Linked DNA regions of Mus musculus: all the other regions are linked to region 3. The links are chromatin contacts, called in public HiChIP or PLAC-seq and Micro-C maps. All regions are on one chromosome and are shown on one strand. The core of a region is the stretch at or near the end of the contact, and the rest is flanking DNA. Distances in the headings are between cores, read along the strand shown. Region 1 holds the start of Ssr1 (signal sequence receptor, alpha). Region 2 overlaps Gm40918 (a long non-coding RNA gene). Region 3 has its middle 35 kb from the start of Rreb1. Region 4 overlaps Gm40915 (a long non-coding RNA gene). Region 5 overlaps Cage1 (cancer antigen 1). Region 6 has its middle 19 kb from the start of Gm47754.

The links. Hi-C and Micro-C count contacts between places; a contact is called where the count stands out from the background. HiChIP or PLAC-seq counts read pairs in DNA pulled down with a chosen protein or histone mark.
Region 1: a contact with region 3 is called in a Micro-C map of embryonic stem cells, with 2.1 times the contacts expected there. The contact joins the promoter of Ssr1 here to the enhancer-like site in region 3. A contact is called at or near these places in 5 of 484 Hi-C or Micro-C datasets (CD4 T cells, embryonic stem cells, memory CD8 T cells and 2 more), 4 of 115 datasets of contacts at active chromatin or transcription factors (the SCID.adh cell line, bone marrow-derived macrophages, effector CD8 T cells and 1 more) and 2 of 9 other capture datasets (adipose tissue and liver).
Region 2: a FOXA1 HiChIP or PLAC-seq map of pancreatic cancer cells shows a contact between it and region 3. The contact joins two enhancer-like sites. A contact is called at or near these places in 4 of 115 datasets of contacts at active chromatin or transcription factors (bone marrow-derived macrophages, hepatocytes, pancreatic cancer cells and 1 more) and 1 of 9 other capture datasets (embryonic stem cells).
Region 4: a FOXA1 HiChIP or PLAC-seq map of pancreatic cancer cells shows a contact between it and region 3. The contact joins two enhancer-like sites. A contact is called at or near these places in 1 of 484 Hi-C or Micro-C datasets (muscle stem cells), 9 of 115 datasets of contacts at active chromatin or transcription factors (the SCID.adh cell line, acute myeloid leukemia, bone marrow-derived macrophages and 6 more) and 2 of 9 other capture datasets (adipose tissue and liver).
Region 5: a contact with region 3 is called in an H3K27ac HiChIP or PLAC-seq map of microglia, with 6 times the contacts expected there. The contact joins two enhancer-like sites. A contact is called at or near these places in 2 of 115 datasets of contacts at active chromatin or transcription factors (bone marrow-derived macrophages and microglia) and 1 of 9 other capture datasets (liver).
Region 6: a contact with region 3 is called in an H3K27ac HiChIP or PLAC-seq map of microglia, with 8 times the contacts expected there. The contact joins two enhancer-like sites. A contact is called at or near these places in 2 of 484 Hi-C or Micro-C datasets (bone marrow-derived macrophages and liver), 6 of 115 datasets of contacts at active chromatin or transcription factors (acute myeloid leukemia, bone marrow-derived macrophages, cardiomyocytes and 3 more) and 2 of 9 other capture datasets (embryonic stem cells and liver).

Annotation. Positions count from the first base shown.
Region 1 is chr13:37,992,934-37,995,633 of GRCm38.p6, reverse strand. Ssr1 (signal sequence receptor, alpha) reads left to right here and starts at 1,426. Exons shown (of 8, transcript NM_025965.4): 1 at 1,426-1,629. The coding sequence starts at 1,551.
Region 2 is chr13:37,714,694-37,717,393 of GRCm38.p6, reverse strand. Gm40918 (a long non-coding RNA gene) reads left to right here. Exons shown (of 3, transcript XR_873258.2): 3 at 1-12. Among named protein-coding and RNA genes, the nearest start is that of Gm40918, 19 kb to the left of the region's middle. Within about 2 kb of position 1,448, at least 44 of the 459 cell types and tissues checked have an H3K27ac peak or open chromatin away from gene starts, as enhancers often do. A contact at or near this core is called in bone marrow-derived macrophages, pancreatic cancer cells and trophoblast stem cells, where this site is marked.
Region 3 is chr13:37,852,780-37,855,479 of GRCm38.p6, reverse strand. It overlaps a transcript of Rreb1 not described here. Among named protein-coding and RNA genes, the nearest start is that of Rreb1, 35 kb to the left of the region's middle. Within about 2 kb of position 1,354, at least 235 of the 459 cell types and tissues checked have an H3K27ac peak or open chromatin away from gene starts, as enhancers often do. A contact at or near this core is called in the SCID.adh cell line, acute myeloid leukemia, adipose tissue and 7 more, where this site is marked.
Region 4 is chr13:37,621,214-37,623,913 of GRCm38.p6, reverse strand. It overlaps Gm40915 (a long non-coding RNA gene), which reads left to right. Exons shown (of 4, transcript XR_873251.2): 3 at 896-1,065. Among named protein-coding and RNA genes, the nearest start is that of Gm40915, 5.0 kb to the left of the region's middle. Within about 2 kb of position 1,298, at least 50 of the 459 cell types and tissues checked have an H3K27ac peak or open chromatin away from gene starts, as enhancers often do. A contact at or near this core is called in bone marrow-derived macrophages and pancreatic cancer cells, where this site is marked.
Region 5 is chr13:38,009,482-38,012,181 of GRCm38.p6, reverse strand. Cage1 (cancer antigen 1) reads left to right here. Exons shown (of 13, transcript NM_027724.2): 11 at 764-834. Among named protein-coding and RNA genes, the nearest start is that of Ssr1, 17 kb to the right of the region's middle. Within about 2 kb of position 1,396, at least 107 of the 459 cell types and tissues checked have an H3K27ac peak or open chromatin away from gene starts, as enhancers often do. A contact at or near this core is called in bone marrow-derived macrophages and microglia, where this site is marked.
Region 6 is chr13:37,598,949-37,601,648 of GRCm38.p6, reverse strand. No RefSeq gene overlaps it. Among named protein-coding and RNA genes, the nearest start is that of Gm47754, 19 kb to the right of the region's middle. Within about 2 kb of position 1,283, at least 33 of the 459 cell types and tissues checked have an H3K27ac peak or open chromatin away from gene starts, as enhancers often do. A contact at or near this core is called in acute myeloid leukemia, bone marrow-derived macrophages and microglia, where this site is marked.

The DNA.
Region 1 (2,700 bases), core at 177-2,676, 140 kb before region 3:
TGAGGGGATGGTACAGAGACACTGTCCTTGTACCGAAGATCTCACTGTCTCCCTTTCTGAGGTCTGACTTCAGGTGGTGGCACTTCTGACTCCTTAATGTTCATAGAATTTATAGACAGTCTCTTTCCCCTGTTCAGGTCAGACATGTGTTCATCTGATCTGAACCTACTGGGGTTAATTAAGTTGAGATATGGTCTGTGACTTCCACTTCAGTCATCTTCAACAATTCTGAGGGGAGTTTATTTGTCCCTCTGTGGCTCAGAGGCTCCAATGATCCTGGTGGCTGCTTAACCTGTGTAGTGGTTTGAATGAGAACTGCCCCAGTAGGCTTGTGTTTGAATGTTACATCCCAGTTGGTGGAACTGTTTGGTAAGGACTTATGTGAGGAGGTGCATTGTTGGGTGTGGGCTTTGAGGTTTCAAAAGTCCGTACCATTGGACTTACCTCTCTGCCTTGTCCTTTGGGGCTGAACATATAAGCTCTCAGCTTCCACGTTAGCACTGCCTGCCTGCTCCCATTCTCTCTGATGCGATGGTCAGGAACTCACCCTCTGAGACTGTAAACAAGCCTACAAATCAAACACTTTCTTTTATAAGTTGCCTTGGTAATGGTATCTCTTCACAGCAACAGAAAAGTAACCAAGACAGTCCCTGAATCAGGATTGTGGCTGGAGGTTCTCAGCGCAGCCACTACATCCCGAGTGTTTCACACTGACCAGCTGAAGTTGCCAGAAATATGCCAGAAGTGAGATCTTTGGCGTAGAAACTGCAGAAAGGCTAGGTAATTGCTAAGTTTGGGTTGTTAAGAAAAATTACAGAACTGAACCTCTAATGATCAGAGTTCAAGCCCAGAACCCATCTAAAATGTGGAGAGAATCAGTTCCCTAGAAGTTGTCCTTTGACTGACCTTTACATCTATCTGTGCACTGGCAATTATACACCAGAGAGACAGTCAAATTTAAAAGAATAAAACTCCAGAACTCCGATTGTTTATTGCAGGGGGGGTAGAATTTTGTGACAAGGTATTAACTCTGTAGCCCAGTCTTGCCCCGAACTCGCTACATAGCCCAGGCTGGTCTCCAGCTCGCTGCAATCCTCCTGCCTCCATCTCTCAAACTCTGGGGTTACAATGTGAGACATCACTTTCGGCTTTTTATTTTTATTTATTTATTTTGTCGTTATCCATATCCTTTACTTTCTGTCTTTCAACTGCCACACATGCGGGAAGTTTCCACTCCTTGGCCCCTCAAAGCAACGGGGGACAAAGCGATGCTAAGCATCTGGAAGAGATAAGCCTGCTCAGCTAGGCTCTCGCGGGAGCCCGTAGGCTCCCCTGGTCCCCGCCACCGCCGGCCACGTGATCTCCCGGCCCGCAGGCCCCGCCCCTGGGCGCTTAGAGGCCACGTCGACGGTGGCGGGGAGGGGCGACGGATGGCGCGCGTGCGTGCGTGCCCCGCCCCTCCACCGCGGCCCGGATGAAGAGTAACGCCATTACCGCCAGAGCCTCCGAGAGCCCTAGCGGACCCGCACCGGACGCTGACCGGCCGTACCATGAGACTCCTCCCCCGCCTGCTGCTGCTGTTCCTGCTGGCCTTTCCCGCCGCCGTGCTGCTCCGAGGCGGCCCCGGAGGTGAGAGACGCGGGGCTGGGTTGGGGACCGCGGCCGACCCCCGGCCCGGCTCTCGTGGGCCATGCTATCCCCCGCCCCGGGACCCCCCGCAGCTCGGCGTCCTCAGCGAGCGCGGGCCCGAAGCCCGCGGTCCGCAGGACCCACGCCAGGGTCGGCCTCGCTTCTCCGCCCGCGCTCGCCGCGGGCCGCCCGTCCCCAAGCTCTGCGCTGACGTGTCGCTAGCCACACGCCGGCGCGCCTCCATTCATTCGCCCACTGTAGATTCTTCTCCTCGGCGCGTGGATCGTGTTCGCCCGGCCCCCTCGCTCGCCCATCGCGGTCTGTGTGGACCGCGAGGCTCGGTGTCCAAATCCGTCCCCTTCCTCCGGCTGCTTGTCAGCCGCTACCGTAGAGTATGGCCGGATGGCCTCCTCCTTCCTTTTCTAATTTCTCTCCCCTCCCCTCCCTTTTCCAGCCAGTTTTTGCTGGTTGAAAATATGCTGCGAAAAAGTTATTTCGAGCTTTGTAAGTTTATTCTTTCCAACGATTGACCTGGGCTAAAAACTTGGCAGAATGTAAAAACGTAGAAACTTGTTCCCCCTTGCCCGCCATGTCCATTAATTTTGCTAGTTTATAAAAACAACTAGTTTGAGTGGTCACCAGAAAGAATTCCTTTTCTTTCTCTAAGTTTCTGTGGCCCAGGGCATGAGAAATAACGAGCCATGTTATGAACTCTTTGGCCAAGCACACAGAAGTGCTTGGCTTCTACTTAGTAACTAGTATGACTTTGAATTATAGCTGTTAGGGATTTTGGCTTGGGAGTGTGGTGGTGGGGACATAAGACAGATGTTGAGACCGAGTCTCATGTAGGTAACCCTGGCTGCGTTGTAAGTTGGTGCCCTAGCTAGCACGTCCTTGAACTTATGATCCTTGTGCCTGTACCTCTGGGGTGCTGGGTTTCAGGGTGTCACCACACCCCGTGGATGAAGTGGTGGGGATGAACCCAGGGCTTCCATCGTGCCAGGCATGCAAGGCACATATGCACACTACAACCTTAGACCATTGGGGTTTTCTTTCTTTCTTTAAATCTGG
Region 2 (2,700 bases), core at 199-2,698, 140 kb after region 3:
AGCATTAGTATCACCAGGAGATCAGAAGTCTAGACACCGAAGTCGGGGGTGGGGGTAGGGGTGGGGTCATGGGAGGGTGGTGGTGGTGGAGGGGGTATCCATTCAGTTGCCCTCAAATGGTCCAAACCTGAGTGGAACTCTAAGCTGGAGGCTAGAAGTACCATAGGCTTCATCTTGAAAGTCTCCTGAGGAGAGCCAAAGTCAGTTACTGGTGAGTAGAAGCAGGAGCAGGAAGCAGGAGCAGGAAGCAGGGTGCCCGAGGGTGGTATTCCACATCAGGTGTTACTGGGTGGCCTATCTATGGGTGTCATTTACAACACACACCATCTGGCAGCTTCACCTCTTAACTAGTCTTGCTAAGAACATGGTGAACTCTTAAAGTCCTCATTTAAAAATGCTCCACAAACAAAAAGCTCAGGGCCTTGGGGGCAAAGCCTTGGCCTTTTTGTTTGCAGATCTGTTTGAGACAGAGGGTTTCATGTGCAATTCAGGAGCACAGGTGCCTTCTGCAGAAGGCTGGCTTAACAAGACCCACCTGCTATGACAGGGCACCAAGGCTAGAGTCTGGGAGACTGGGTAAAAGGTAACAGAAATAGTAAGGGCCTGGGTCTAAGATGGAATGGTTGCTGGAGAGGGGAGGAGACAATTAGACAATGTAGCCAGTTGGTCTTGGGTGTGTGTGAGGAAGAGGAAGTTGGGAAGAGCCCAGGCTGTCTGGTTGTTTGAGCATCACGTTTTGGTAGGTGCCCAGGATGAAGAGGATAAGAGTGGTGAATTTGGGTAGCTAGTTGGGACAATGAAGGAAATGACTGCAGTGTTGGATCCGGGAGCCTAGGATCCAGAGGCAGGTCTGGAGATAAGGTTTATGAGTCATGCTATGCAGGTAGCAGTTGAAGCTGTGGGTGGGATAGCCCAGGGGACTGTGTGTAAGGAGACAGGCTGGAGAGGGTAGGTGAAGACCTGAGAAACCACAGCTGCTTTCCGTTCCGATTCAAATCCTACTCAAGTCCTTTGTCCCATGATCCTCATCCAAACCCACAGCCCACATCGATTGCGTCATCCTTCACTCCTCCCAGGAATCTGAGTTTCTTGTCATGTTCCACCTAACGTGGGACCGCACTGAGTTGTCTTGGGGCCAACAAAGGTATTTTTTGTTCTTTGCTGCTAGGGTTTGCTTTTTGCCTTTGAAACCTGTTGCTAGGTCTAATGAAAGCATGGCTCTCATTTGGGGTGGGGGTGGGGGGGTCTCATTTCTGCTTCCTCCAAATCAGTTAGCCCTGGGCACAAATCCTCCCTATGTGTGTTTTGATGGGCCCCCTGCTACAGGAGCTTCATTAAAGATTCTGGTTCGGTGAACGTTTTGATTAGAGGACAAAGCTCAGGTCCCCTAGAAAGAGTTCACAATCCATTTCCTCCTTGCCAACACTGGGGCTCAGGGCTGACTCAGTAAGTCAATATGTCTCGGGTCTGCTTGGTGGATCCCAAACCCCGTTTCGGAGAGCAATCTGGAAGGAGAGATAGTCGTCTGTGCCCTTACTTTTAAGCAGATGGCCAGTGGTTTATTTTTTACTACAAATTAGTTAGACGGTGATGCTGGACAGTAGAGCATGGGAATCATTGTTTATTTTGGGAAAAAAATTAAGATTCCATTAATCCAGCTGTAATGGGGGATCAGTACTGGAAAGACTGGTTAGGGACCTTCATGAGCCAGGTTGCTGGAAGGAAGGATGGCTCAGAAGCACTGCTCAGTGCTTTCTCTGCTAACTGGGGTTATCTGCCAGCGAAGGTGCAGCTGATCCCTGGGACATTTGCACCAGGCAGTTTCTGAACTTTAACCTACTGTCGCAATCAGGATTCTGTGTGCGTATGTGGGAGTCACAGGATCTGGGCCCCCAAGCAGGGGTTACTAGACTACAGGCATGCTCTGACTGTACCTGGCCCAGGCTGCAAAGGGTGCCATGGCCTGTGGGTTAGTTCTTGTGTATAAACAGGGGCTGGGCATCCAGTGAGACACCGTGACTCCTGGAGAAGGCAGTGTGATTCAGAGAGCTTGGTCTCTCCACGGGGGCTCCCCTCTGCTCCAGGGGCAGAGGTTGACAGTGTTTGTGACAACGATTGGGTCGTCCTATTGTTTGCTCATCTGGCTGTGTGCTCTGAGTGTGCACTCTTGGTTGTTTGTTTTTTCCTCCAGAGATTTTAGATGATTTTCCTTCCTGCCCAAGCTGTCTGTGGACCGACAGTGTGAATCACAAGGTGATTGCCCTGCATTCACCATGCAGAGCACCCAGACGTGTTTCAGCTGAACAAGTGCTGGGAGTTCCAGCTTTGCAAAGTCAGGGCTGATACTTGCTTGGCACTGGCAGGCGTTTCCACCCTTTGCTTCTGCCCAGAGTTCTCCTTTTTCTCTGCACTACCCCTCTGTCGTGCTTGCCACCATCCTTCCTCCTCCTCTGGATTCTTTAGCCCAAGGATGCACAGTGGCTTTCTTTGAACTGACTGAAGTTTTCCATGCTGCAAGTTAGGAGGATATTTGTCCCTAGCCTACATACCCAAACTCATTTCAGCCTTTCTGTATCCTTTTAGGTTTAAAGGCATCTCAGGAAGCAGATGAGCAACTCCATTTAGGACAGTGCCATTACTACTAGTAGACCCTACTCTGTCTCTTGTTACTTCTTCATATATGTGACATTTGTAACAGTG
Region 3 (2,700 bases), core at 105-2,604:
CCTTCCTATAGTGACCTAAAATACCCCAGTTCCAGAAAAATTTTCGATAGCAATAATTACTTTTTTGACCTTGGGAGAGTACAGAGCTTTCAGTTGCTGAACCCTTACATAAATGAACCATTTGACTGGCTCAAGTTTTAGGAGAGATTTGACTACTTTTTTTTTTTTAAATCACAAATGAGCTGTGAATTAAAATGAAACACTGTCGTGTGCTCTTCAGACTCTCCAGCCTGAAATGTTTTAAATGTCCAATGAAAGTGCAGGTTCCTCCTTTTCCTGGGTGGGTTTTCCTTCCCACCAATTAAGAAAGAAGCCTCGGTCTAACTGAAGTATTTGGACAGCAGTTTGGTGTCAGTTAAATACCACAGTAACTGGCATTTTCTATCACCTCCAGACTAAGGGACAAATACCCACTCAACAGGGACCAGCACGAAGCTTAAACTGGAAAGAGTGCCAGGTTTTGTGTGTATGCAGTTTTTTTTTTCCTTCCCATGTATTTCTCCTCAAAGATTTGGATCTTCGACATCCTTTCATACAAATGTGCGAATGCCTTCTGACTGACTGGGATGTAAAACGCTAATTAATGAACGCTTTTTCTGAAGCCAGTCGATCAGTTAACATGACCACCCTCCCCGACTGGAGGCACAAGGAAAAGGGGTGGGGTGGGTTGGCTAAACGGTTAGACAGGGTGCCCTCGAAAACGAAAAGGAACCCTGGATGTAATGACTGACATGCCGACAACTTAAAGATACTTTAAAATAGGCCACAGCACTGAGCACCAGGCAGTCACCCTGAGCACAGTGGCTTCAGCTCTGGGCAGAGAGAGGAAGAGGAGGAGTCAGGCCAGGGCCAAGTGACTTCTCCAATCCTCTTCTTCCAGCACTGCAAAGAAAAAGAAAAAGAAAAAAAAAAAAAAGGCACAAGAGGGGGGGGGGCTTCAGAACCACACTTTACAACTGCATCTTCCCACAGTCATTTTTACCACGACGAGGACTACCTGAAGTAATTTGAGCAGCTGACTCCATTGTTGGGCCAGAAAAGCCAGTTTCAATTCCTTAGAAAAAAACCAACCAAACCCTCGGCATTTGGCTTCGTAAGTTTTACTTGCCTATGCATTGGGGCATCTAAACACACGTGCACGCGCACCCTACTCGAGTTACCGTGCAGAACCAAGAGCCAAGCAACTTCTGGACCGCACAGACAGCGGCAGTTACAGCCTTCAGACCCTTCAGCCCGGCTCCTTGGATTCCAACTCCCTACCCAGGTCCTCCCGGCACCCCGGGGGGTGGGGAGGAAGTGTCTAGGCGAGCAGAACATTCTCCTTGTTCCTCCGGCTCCTCCCAGCCCTTCTGGGAAAGCCTGGGGACAGGCAGGACTGCCCACCTCCAGACAGCCTATAAAGCAAAGGGTCAGCTGAGCACAGTTGGGGAAGGAGTCTCAGTACCCAGCCACTCCCATCTCCAGATCCAGGAAAGATGACCCTAAGGGCAGAGCTTCCTCCATCTTCTGCAAGAACATCTCAAAAGAGCAGACTTGGAGGGGAGGGGAGGGGAGGGGAAGGGAGGGGAGGGGAAGGGGGAGGGGAGAGGGGGGAGGGGAGGGGAGGGGAGGGGAGGGGAGGGGAGGGAAGGGGAGGGAAGGGGAGGGGAGGGAAGGGGAGGGAAGGGAGGAAGGGAAGGAAAGGGAAGGGAAGAAGGGAAGGGAAGAAGGGAAGGGAAAGGACCAGGTGTGTGGCGACCTCATCTTTTTAGCCTCCTCAGTATCTGTATCTAGTTTCTGTTTCACTACCACCGCACTGCACTTAAGAATCTGTGAGCCAGTGCATGCCTGCTTTCTAATGTAATTCTGAGGGCAACACACGTTTAGTGACAGACCTGAACAAGCCACATGGTACTACAACAAAGCCATTAGGCTTCAGAACTTAATCCATTTTAAATAAAGATATTTATGCTTTGTTTATAGATTCGTGTCTTTAGAGAATGTTATTTATTTTATGATCTGTTACACCTAAAAAAAAAAAACCACTTTCTTCTCAAGAAAGTAGGCCTGTTCAAGCTTGTGTGTGTGTGTGTGTGTGTGTGTGTGTGTGTGTTTCCATAACCCCTTTCTCCAATAACTTCTCTCTTACAAACAATGTGCCTATTTCTAATCACTGAGACCCAAAGTAAGCTACTGGAGGGGGTGGGGAGAGGAATTCCTAGGTGTTTAAGACTTCAAAACAAACTAAAACCCTAAGATATCAATCACAACCCATTTCTATCTTAAAAAAAAAACAACTGTAATTATACCTACAAAGGCGATGGAGGTCCTGCTGTGGAGATACCCTCCCACTTGAACCTCAGCCAGAACCAAACTTGCTCTGGAATTTCTAAACTAAGTTTGGAGGGTTTCCCCATGAGACCTTCATGAGGTCACTGTGCACCCTAGTGACTAGGCCTCTAGTTGGGCAGAGGAGCCTTCCTCACAGCTGAGTTTACCAGCACAGGTGCACTGTGTAGGCGGTCACAAGTTCTTCAACTGAGGTCTGGCAGACCCTCAGGTCACCTGCTACCTACCTCCTTTACAAGATCCACTTCCCCCAATTATCCCTGCCTGGATTTGACCATTTCTGGACCCGGTACTTTCTCAGGCTCATCTGATAAGTTCTTACTGTCAATTTTACTTTGCTAAGCTGCCACCTAAAGTTCCGAGAACAACATG
Region 4 (2,700 bases), core at 49-2,548, 230 kb after region 3:
GGGAGCATTCCACTGTACATGAGAAGTGTGCCAGGCAGCCTCAGTTTCCTTCTGCGTCCATCGCAGTCCCTTCTCTCCTTCTGCAGGCAACAGCGACTCCAATGCTTCTTCCTAAGGCAGCCCCTACACAGATATGTTTATGTGCCCTCTCTTACATCCAGGAGCAGGCATTTGGAGTCGCTTCTCGCTCCTCGCTCAGGTCTGTCTGCTTTGGGGTCTGCTATGATCTGAAAAGACTCCATGGTGTGTTCTCGCTGCAGTGAGCTATTCTGCCATGATGGGCTGAAACTCTGAGCCCAAGTCCATCTTCCCTACCAAGTTTCAGTCAGTTATTGTCACAGCAATGTCACCACAATTAATACAGCCAAAAAGAGAGAGTTTCAGCGTTCAGGGGATATCTGGATTCAGAATTGCAGGTAAGAGATTAGATCTGCAATATTTAGCCCGTGCCAGGCCCTGGGTGGGCATCCTTTTACACCTTTGTTTATTTAGCTTCAGAATATAAAAATATGGGGCTAGAAAGACGGCTCAGTGTCTCTTTTTCCAAAGGACCCGAGTTCAATTCTCAGCACTCACATGGCAGCTCACAATGGTCTGTAACTTCAGTTCCACCCTCACACCAATGAACATAAAATAACGCTAAGTAAACTATTAAAAATATATAAATATACTCTAGCTGTGCAGAAGTTGGTTAAGTTGTTTAGACTTTGGGTTTGGCTAATTTGTGTGTGTGTGTGTGTGTGTGTGTGTGTGTGTGTGTTTTGCAACTTTTTGTTTCAAAATAAATAAAAGAGTAACAATGTTTAAAACAAATAAAAGTACTTTAAAAGTTTTCTTTTTGTTACTAGTTTTTATGTGTTTATGTAAGTGTGTATTTGTATGTGTATGTGTTCAGGTACCCTTGGAACCCAAGAAAAGGAGTGAGATTCCCTAGAGCTGGTGTTACAAGCACTCTGAGTCACCTGGCATCAATACTGGGAACAGAGCTAGGGTTCCCTAGAAGAGCCACAAATACTTCTAACCACGGAGCCATCTCTCCAGTCACCTGACAGAAGTCAGCACATGGTAAGACAGACTAACAAATGTGCTAGTCTGGGTCTCTCTTCCTCTTCCTTAAGAGCCACACATACCATCCTAGGATTCCTACTCCCACCTGCCCTAACAGCCTCCTGGAGTCCCCACCTCTGCACCATGAGCGTGTGAAACTGGAGGTTAACTTTCCAGTCTATGATGCTTGAAGGACTACATTCAACCCTAGTATGTCTGAGTCCCACACAATAGAAAGGAAGTGTTTGACTGGTGAGTCAATATGACCGGGTAGATGACCCAGACATGACATTTTGTTAAGGACCTGTAGCTGTCCTAGGAGTGGAGAGGCTGCCAACCACGAAGAGCCTTGAAGTCCAAGGCTTTAACACCCCAGGGCGGCTCCACCCACATTGTCCGTGTTAGTTGATGGCATGAATTAGCTGGTGGTTTGTTACATTTAATTAGAAAGTAGATGCTAGAAACTGGTCTCTCTGTCTCTCTCTCTCTCTCTGTGTGTGTGTTTCTGTGTGTATATTTCTCTGTGTGCATCTCTGTGTGTATATCTCTGTGTGTCTATGTGTGTGCATCTCTCTATATGTGTTGATTTCTGTGTGTCTCTCTGTAGTGTCTGTGTATCTATCTATGTATGTGTGTGTGATTATCTCTCTCTGTGTGTGTCTGTGAATGTCTGTATCTCTATGTGTGGTTATCTGTGTATGTCTGCGTGTATTTTTATGTGTGTATCTATCTGTGTGTGCATGTGTGGTGTATGTGTGTCTATCAGTGTGGTGTGTGTGTCTGTGTGTATATGTATCTATCTCTCTGTCTCTGTGGTGTGTGTATATCTGTGAATGTCTGATCATTCCTACACCTTGAATGTTGTCCTGTCCAGGGGATAATAATCTTTCTCTAGTGTGCACTGCCTCAAGAGGACACTGTGGCTATGCTAAACTCTAAGCCTAACCAGGCTTCAAGTAGAAAAAGAAGTCTTGAGCCTGTCTCTCTCTCTTCATGTGACAGTGAGGAGAGCTGGCTCTGTCTGGCTCTGTGAGTGATTTTTTGGCTTGAGGCCACCATAGTTATATCTGCCCTGGTCCAGGGTCTCCTTCAGGTAGCTGCTATCTGCTATCTCTAGTCATCATGGTTCAGGTTTATCATCCTGTTTTATGTGATGGAAGAGGGAGTGTGAGAGGACCTAACAAGAGGATGGGCCTGTGTAGCCCAAGGAAGAGAACTGTTTGTGACCTGGTATGCCATCAAAGCATGGCTGGCTCATAAAGTCTAAGTCTGAGTGACTCAAGCTTATTGCCTATTATATTTAGATGCCCAGAATGGTACCCTGTCACTCCTGTCCTCACACAGCAGCTGCGTGCTGGCCTTGGGCTACGTCTTTCTCATGTAGTGTCCTGGCTGACTTAGCAGGAGTATGCTGGCTAGAGTACTTTCACAAAGCGTGCCCACCGTGCACTATCTGCAAAGTATCAGCCTGCACTGTCAAAAGATCACACTTTGATGCTCTGAGGTCAGCCTGGTGACTTTGAAACCGTCCCATCCAATACCACTCCAGCTTTGCTGATGGTCAAACCGGTTCCCATCACCCATCACCATCTTTTTTTGTTTTTTGGTTTTTTTTTGGTTTTTCGAGACAGGGTTTCTCTGTATAGCCCTGGC
Region 5 (2,700 bases), core at 147-2,646, 160 kb before region 3:
GTTTGCCACTTTTACCCCTAATGGCGCCCCCCATCTCCCAATGCATGTTAAATGCCCTCATTAGCTGGGTAGCCAGCTGGGACGTGCTCAAGAAAGTCTTCATTTTGTTATTTTACCTTCAAAGTAACTAAACATCTTACCAAGTTAGTGTTTTACTTTACTTTTTTTGTTTGTTTTCATTTTGGTCTTTTGCGACAATGTGGCCCAGTCTGGCCTTGGAATCCCAAATTCTGTTGCCTCAGCCCCACAGGTACTGAAATTGCAGGCATAAGCCAACCAAGACCGCATTAATTTAACCTAATAGGCTATAATTGTTACCTGGCCCTTCTGTCACTGTGAGGAACACAGTAGATTACAGTGAGTTTCTGGGACTCCCATTTCCATGATGAGAGTATTTAAAATCATTGTTATTCATATTTCTTTTCTTTTTTTCCTTTTTCTTTCTTTTTTTTTTTTTCCCGAGACAGGGTTTCTCTGTATAGCCCTGGCTGTCCTGGAACTCACTTTGTAGACCAGGCTGGCCTCGAACTCAGAAATCCACCTGCCTCTGCCTCCCGAGTGCTGGGATTAGAGGTGTGCGCCACCAAACCCGGCATTATTCATATTTCTGATACCAAAATAGAAAACGAATGTTTTGTCTGTTGTAAAAATTTTACTTATTGTCGTCAAATAATTAAACTTCAACTTGTAAAGATTTTTAAACGAAGAAAACAAAATTAAATACAAATACTTGTATTTATAAAAAAAAAATTGTTTTCTCAAGGTAACGTCATATGAAGAAATTATCAAATGTGCTGACCAAAGACTTGAGATATCACATTCTCAGATTGCACAGTAAGTTAAGAAAACTATTTTTTTGTAAAATTTTTTGACTGTCTACTGATGTTTTGTTTTATTTTCTGACTTCTAAAGTTTTTTTCCCTCTGACTCTTAGAAATAGGATAACAGGGCGTGCTGTATCCTTTAGTATAGACTAAACCATCACACACACACACACACACACACACACACACACACACACACACACACACACACACACACACACCAACACCAACCTGGTTCCAAACAAGCTACTTTATTACTTCTTGCATCTGGGGCACAGCCTGGCTTCTGGCAGACTGCTTCCTTGCCTTCTACTGTTTTCAAGGGTTTTACAGCTTTTTCTGAGAATTTTGGTATTACAAACGAACTTCTTAAAAAGGTACCACCAGCTTACATTTAATCCAAAGCAAAAGTATCTCAGGCAGTTTGAGACTTATAATCTTGGATTTCGTTTATTTATTTATTTTTTAATCTTCATTGGCCTTGGGTAACCTGGCTGCTAGGCTGTGAGGTGCTGTTCCTGTCTTCCGGGCTGTCCAGCCACAGGAAGAGCTCTTACAAGAAGCTACCATGGCCCCACCCCTGTGGGTGGTAGAGCTATGGTGAGGATTGGCCACTCGCCTGCCCACCGGAAGGAGACACAAGAAGTCAGTTCTCTCCAGCTGACTATGTCAGGAATCAGCTGTCTTCACTGCATCCCCACCAACACCAGCTACAATCCACCACCAACTACCAGGATGGTAGTTCCCGCTTCTGGGTGGAACTGCCATCCTGCCTGTGCCAGCAGTTGATCTGCAGAACAGACCTGGGCTTGTCAGCACTGCCTCCCTCCCCATCCAACCCTCTCCCACCTGGTGGACAGACAGCCACCACACAGCAGACTCTCAGGGGGCTGTAGGGCAAATTGGTCCTGAGAGCCCCAATATCGAACATGGCAGTCAGTCAGTCATCAAGTTTGCCAAAGGCCACCCTGGGCCCCAGAACTGAGCAGGCACAGTTGGTGAGCACATATGGGCCCATTTGGAAGCTGGACCACAGCTCAGCAATGGGAACCAGCACACAAGACTTCCCTCCTCCTTCAGTGACAGCTTTGTGGCAGGGTTACTCCCACAGGGTAAAGAGGAACTGCTGAGCGCCAGCAACTGTTGCTTGCCAAACCACTTACCCCAGAGAGCCACCCTGCAGCTAATCTTTCCCTGCCAGAGTATCACCAGCCCACAGCTCCACTCCCCAGAGTTCGTGATACCCCGTTCTGCCTGTCAGAGGATCCCCTAACCAGAGTGGGAGAACAGCCCCCACGCATGTGGTTGGTTACCTGAGCATCTGTTTGCAAACCCACACAAATGAGAAACCTTACCACTGACAGAGGCAGCTGTGGGTAGACATGCAGGCTCCAATAAACTGCCATTGGCACTACTGCAATACACAGGACATGGACCTTCCATCATGACCCAGCCTTCTCCAGATGGGACTGCCACACCTTACAATTCCTGGGCAGCTAGGTGTGCTGATATGTCTTTAATCCCAGCCCTTGGGAATGCAGTGCAGATGGATCTTTGAGTTTGAGGTCAACCTGGTCTACAGATGGAGTTCCAGGACCATCAGGGCTACACAGAGAACCCCCACCCCCACCCCGTCTTAAAAAAAACCAAAAACCAACCAAATCAACAAAAGTTATTGTGCAAGCCCAAACAACAGAACGGCCAGGACACAGTTCAACCTGTCCCCCAGACCCTAGTCTTTCACATCCTTTCCAAGAAGGGGCTAGCTGACTAGCCTAGCCTGGTTGATTATGAAAGTATACAACCTGGAGAACAGGAATCTAGACGACGGAGATCAATAGATGGGTCTAAGAGCCACTCTTATCTTATCCCCATC
Region 6 (2,700 bases), core at 34-2,533, 250 kb after region 3:
ACAGTGAGTCCACATGTTATGTATTGATTAAAGACAGTGTGAACCCTTCAAATGAGTGACACTATTTAATCTTTTCTGTATTTTATTTTATTTTATTTTTAATTAGGAGGTTTAATTTGGGGGTCGTTGGCCACTGGCCCTCAAAGGTGGAGGGAGCAGAAGCGGGTAGCAGGGTTTGGTTGGTAGTGAGTGTGACTTCCAGGAGACAGCTTCAATGAGAAACCTCTATTGTTCCAGGGGTAGGGTATATAAGGGCTGTAGGGGGTATGGGTGGAGAGGGCTGATTGGCCGTAACACAGTACCTAATCGTACCTAACCACCATACAGGCAAGAAGCCAGATTGGGACTTTGTGTGCTGAGTCATGCAACCCTTGCAGAGAGCTCTGCAGAAGGTCATCCTCCAAGCGAGGTCAGGCATCTGTGCTCAGAGACACTCTCCAACCGAGGGACACTCTCCAACCGAGGCCAGGAAGAGAAAGGGAAGCCCCGCTGAGCAAGAATCCTCCATTTTTGTACCAAGCTCGGAGAGCTGTCCCAATGTGGGTTTTACCTTAATAGCAGGGTTCTCTAACAGGCATGCATTAATCTTTTTTCTTTAGCTAATAGCTAGCGATTACAAACAGGGTAACTTTTAGCAAAGGAGGCTTATTTTGGTGTCTCTTCTGGAAGTTGACGGGAAGTTGAAGGCCAAGACGTCACATTTGGTGGTGGCCTTCCTGTTGACAGAGTTCTGAGGTAGCACGTGCTACTGAGGCAAGAGACAGAGAGTGCAAGTATACATGGGTGTCACCTCTTCCTATAAAGTTACAGATGCTGTGTGGGTGCTAGTAATCAAACCAGGATCCCCTGGAAGAGCAACCAGTGCTCTTAAGCACTGATCCATCTTTTCTGCCCTGAGATAGGCCTTTTAAAGAGATTAAGTTAAAAATATCATCCTTAGGTTCACACCCTAGTTCCCTTCTCCAGAGTTTTGATGAAACACTGACAAAAAACAAGTCAGGGGAGGAAAGAAGGTTTTGTTTTGTTTTGTTTTGGTTTTGTCTTTGTTTTTTCTTACTCTCACTAGGGGGAAAAGTCAGAGAAGGAACTCAAGGCAGGAACCTGGAGGCGGGGAATCGAAGCAACGTCCATGGAGGGGTGTTGCTTACTAGCTTACTCTCCATGGCTTGCTTAACTACATTTCATATGTAACCCAGGGATGTCACTGTCTACAGTGAGCTGAGCCCTCACACATCAATCATTGATCAAGAAAATAACCCTAGAGACTTAACCCACAGGCCAGTCTGATGGAGGCAGTTCCTCAATCGAGAGTTCCTCTTCCCCGAGTGTCAAGATGACAACTGCCCACAGCCATCACAGAGCGTGAATGAATATGACATGCATTCTTGTAAAAATGAGCAGAACGAGATACAGAGGAGACAGAGAGAAGATAGACAGACCCTAGAGAATGACTACACGCATAGTAAGCTTACCGTCATGATCTCAGACCTCTTTCTGCTTTGAGAACAGAAAGCCCTGGTGTGTCAGCCTCTCAGCCTTTGCCACAGCAATTCTGTACACTCATACATGACACCAGGGGTCACAGTGCTGTGCAAGAAGATCTATCTGTCATATCTCCAAGTATAGGAATTAGAGCTGATCTGCCCTGGCTACTAAGCTCTGAGATCTATCATGGAGCTTGGGGAGAGAGATGCCAGACTACCCTTAACCAGCTGCATGTCAGGGGATGCTGAGATGGGCCTGTTTCCTAAAGACTGGCAGTTTGGACTTGAGGGCATTGGGGTAGCCTTGCAGGATTCTGTCTGCTTCTGTGAACAAACACTTCTGCAGGCCGGCAGTCTGTTCAAACTGTACTTATTATTGTGAAAAGTGTGTTGTTGTGGGAATTTATTTCAAAGTAATACATTTATTCTCTCTGATTTAATCTTTTGAAAGTATGAATTGTTAATTTTATGTGTATGGGTGTTTTTGCCTGCATGAATATCTGTTTGGGACCTTTGGAGGCCAATTGAGACCATTTTATTCCCTAAGACTGGAGCTATAGAGGTTGTGAGCTGCCATGTAAATGCTGGGAACTGAACTGGGTCAAATAGGTGCGTAGCAAGTGCCCTTAACTGCTGAGCCATTTCTCCAGCTTGATTTATCCTCTTTTTGACAGAGCTATTTTGCTTTTAGGGCCTGTGTGTGTGCTTGAATGTGTTTGTGTGTGTGTGATGTGTGATGTGTATGTGTGATGTGTGTATACATGGTATGTATGTGTGTGTGGTGTGTGTATGTTGTATATGTATGGTGTGTGTTTGTGTGGTGTGTGTGTGGTATGTGTTTGTGTGTATATGTGGTATGTGTGTGTGTATGGTGTGTATATGTGTGTGTGATATGTGTGTATGTGGTGTGTGTGTGTAGTGTGTGTTTGTGTGTGCATGTGTTTATATGTGTGTGGTATGTGTTTGTGTGTGCATGTGTGTGTATGTGTGGTGTGTATATGTTGTGTGGTGTGTGTTTGTGTGGTGTATGTTTGTGTGTGGTGTGTGGTATGTGTTTGTGTGTGGTGTGGTGTGGTGTGTGTGTGTATGTGTGTGTGGTATGTGGTATGTGTTTGTGTGTGGTGTGTGGTATGTGTTTGTGTGTGGTGTGATATGGTGTGTGTGTGTGTGGTGTGTGGTATGTGTTTGTGTGTGGTGTGGTGTGTGTGTATGTGTG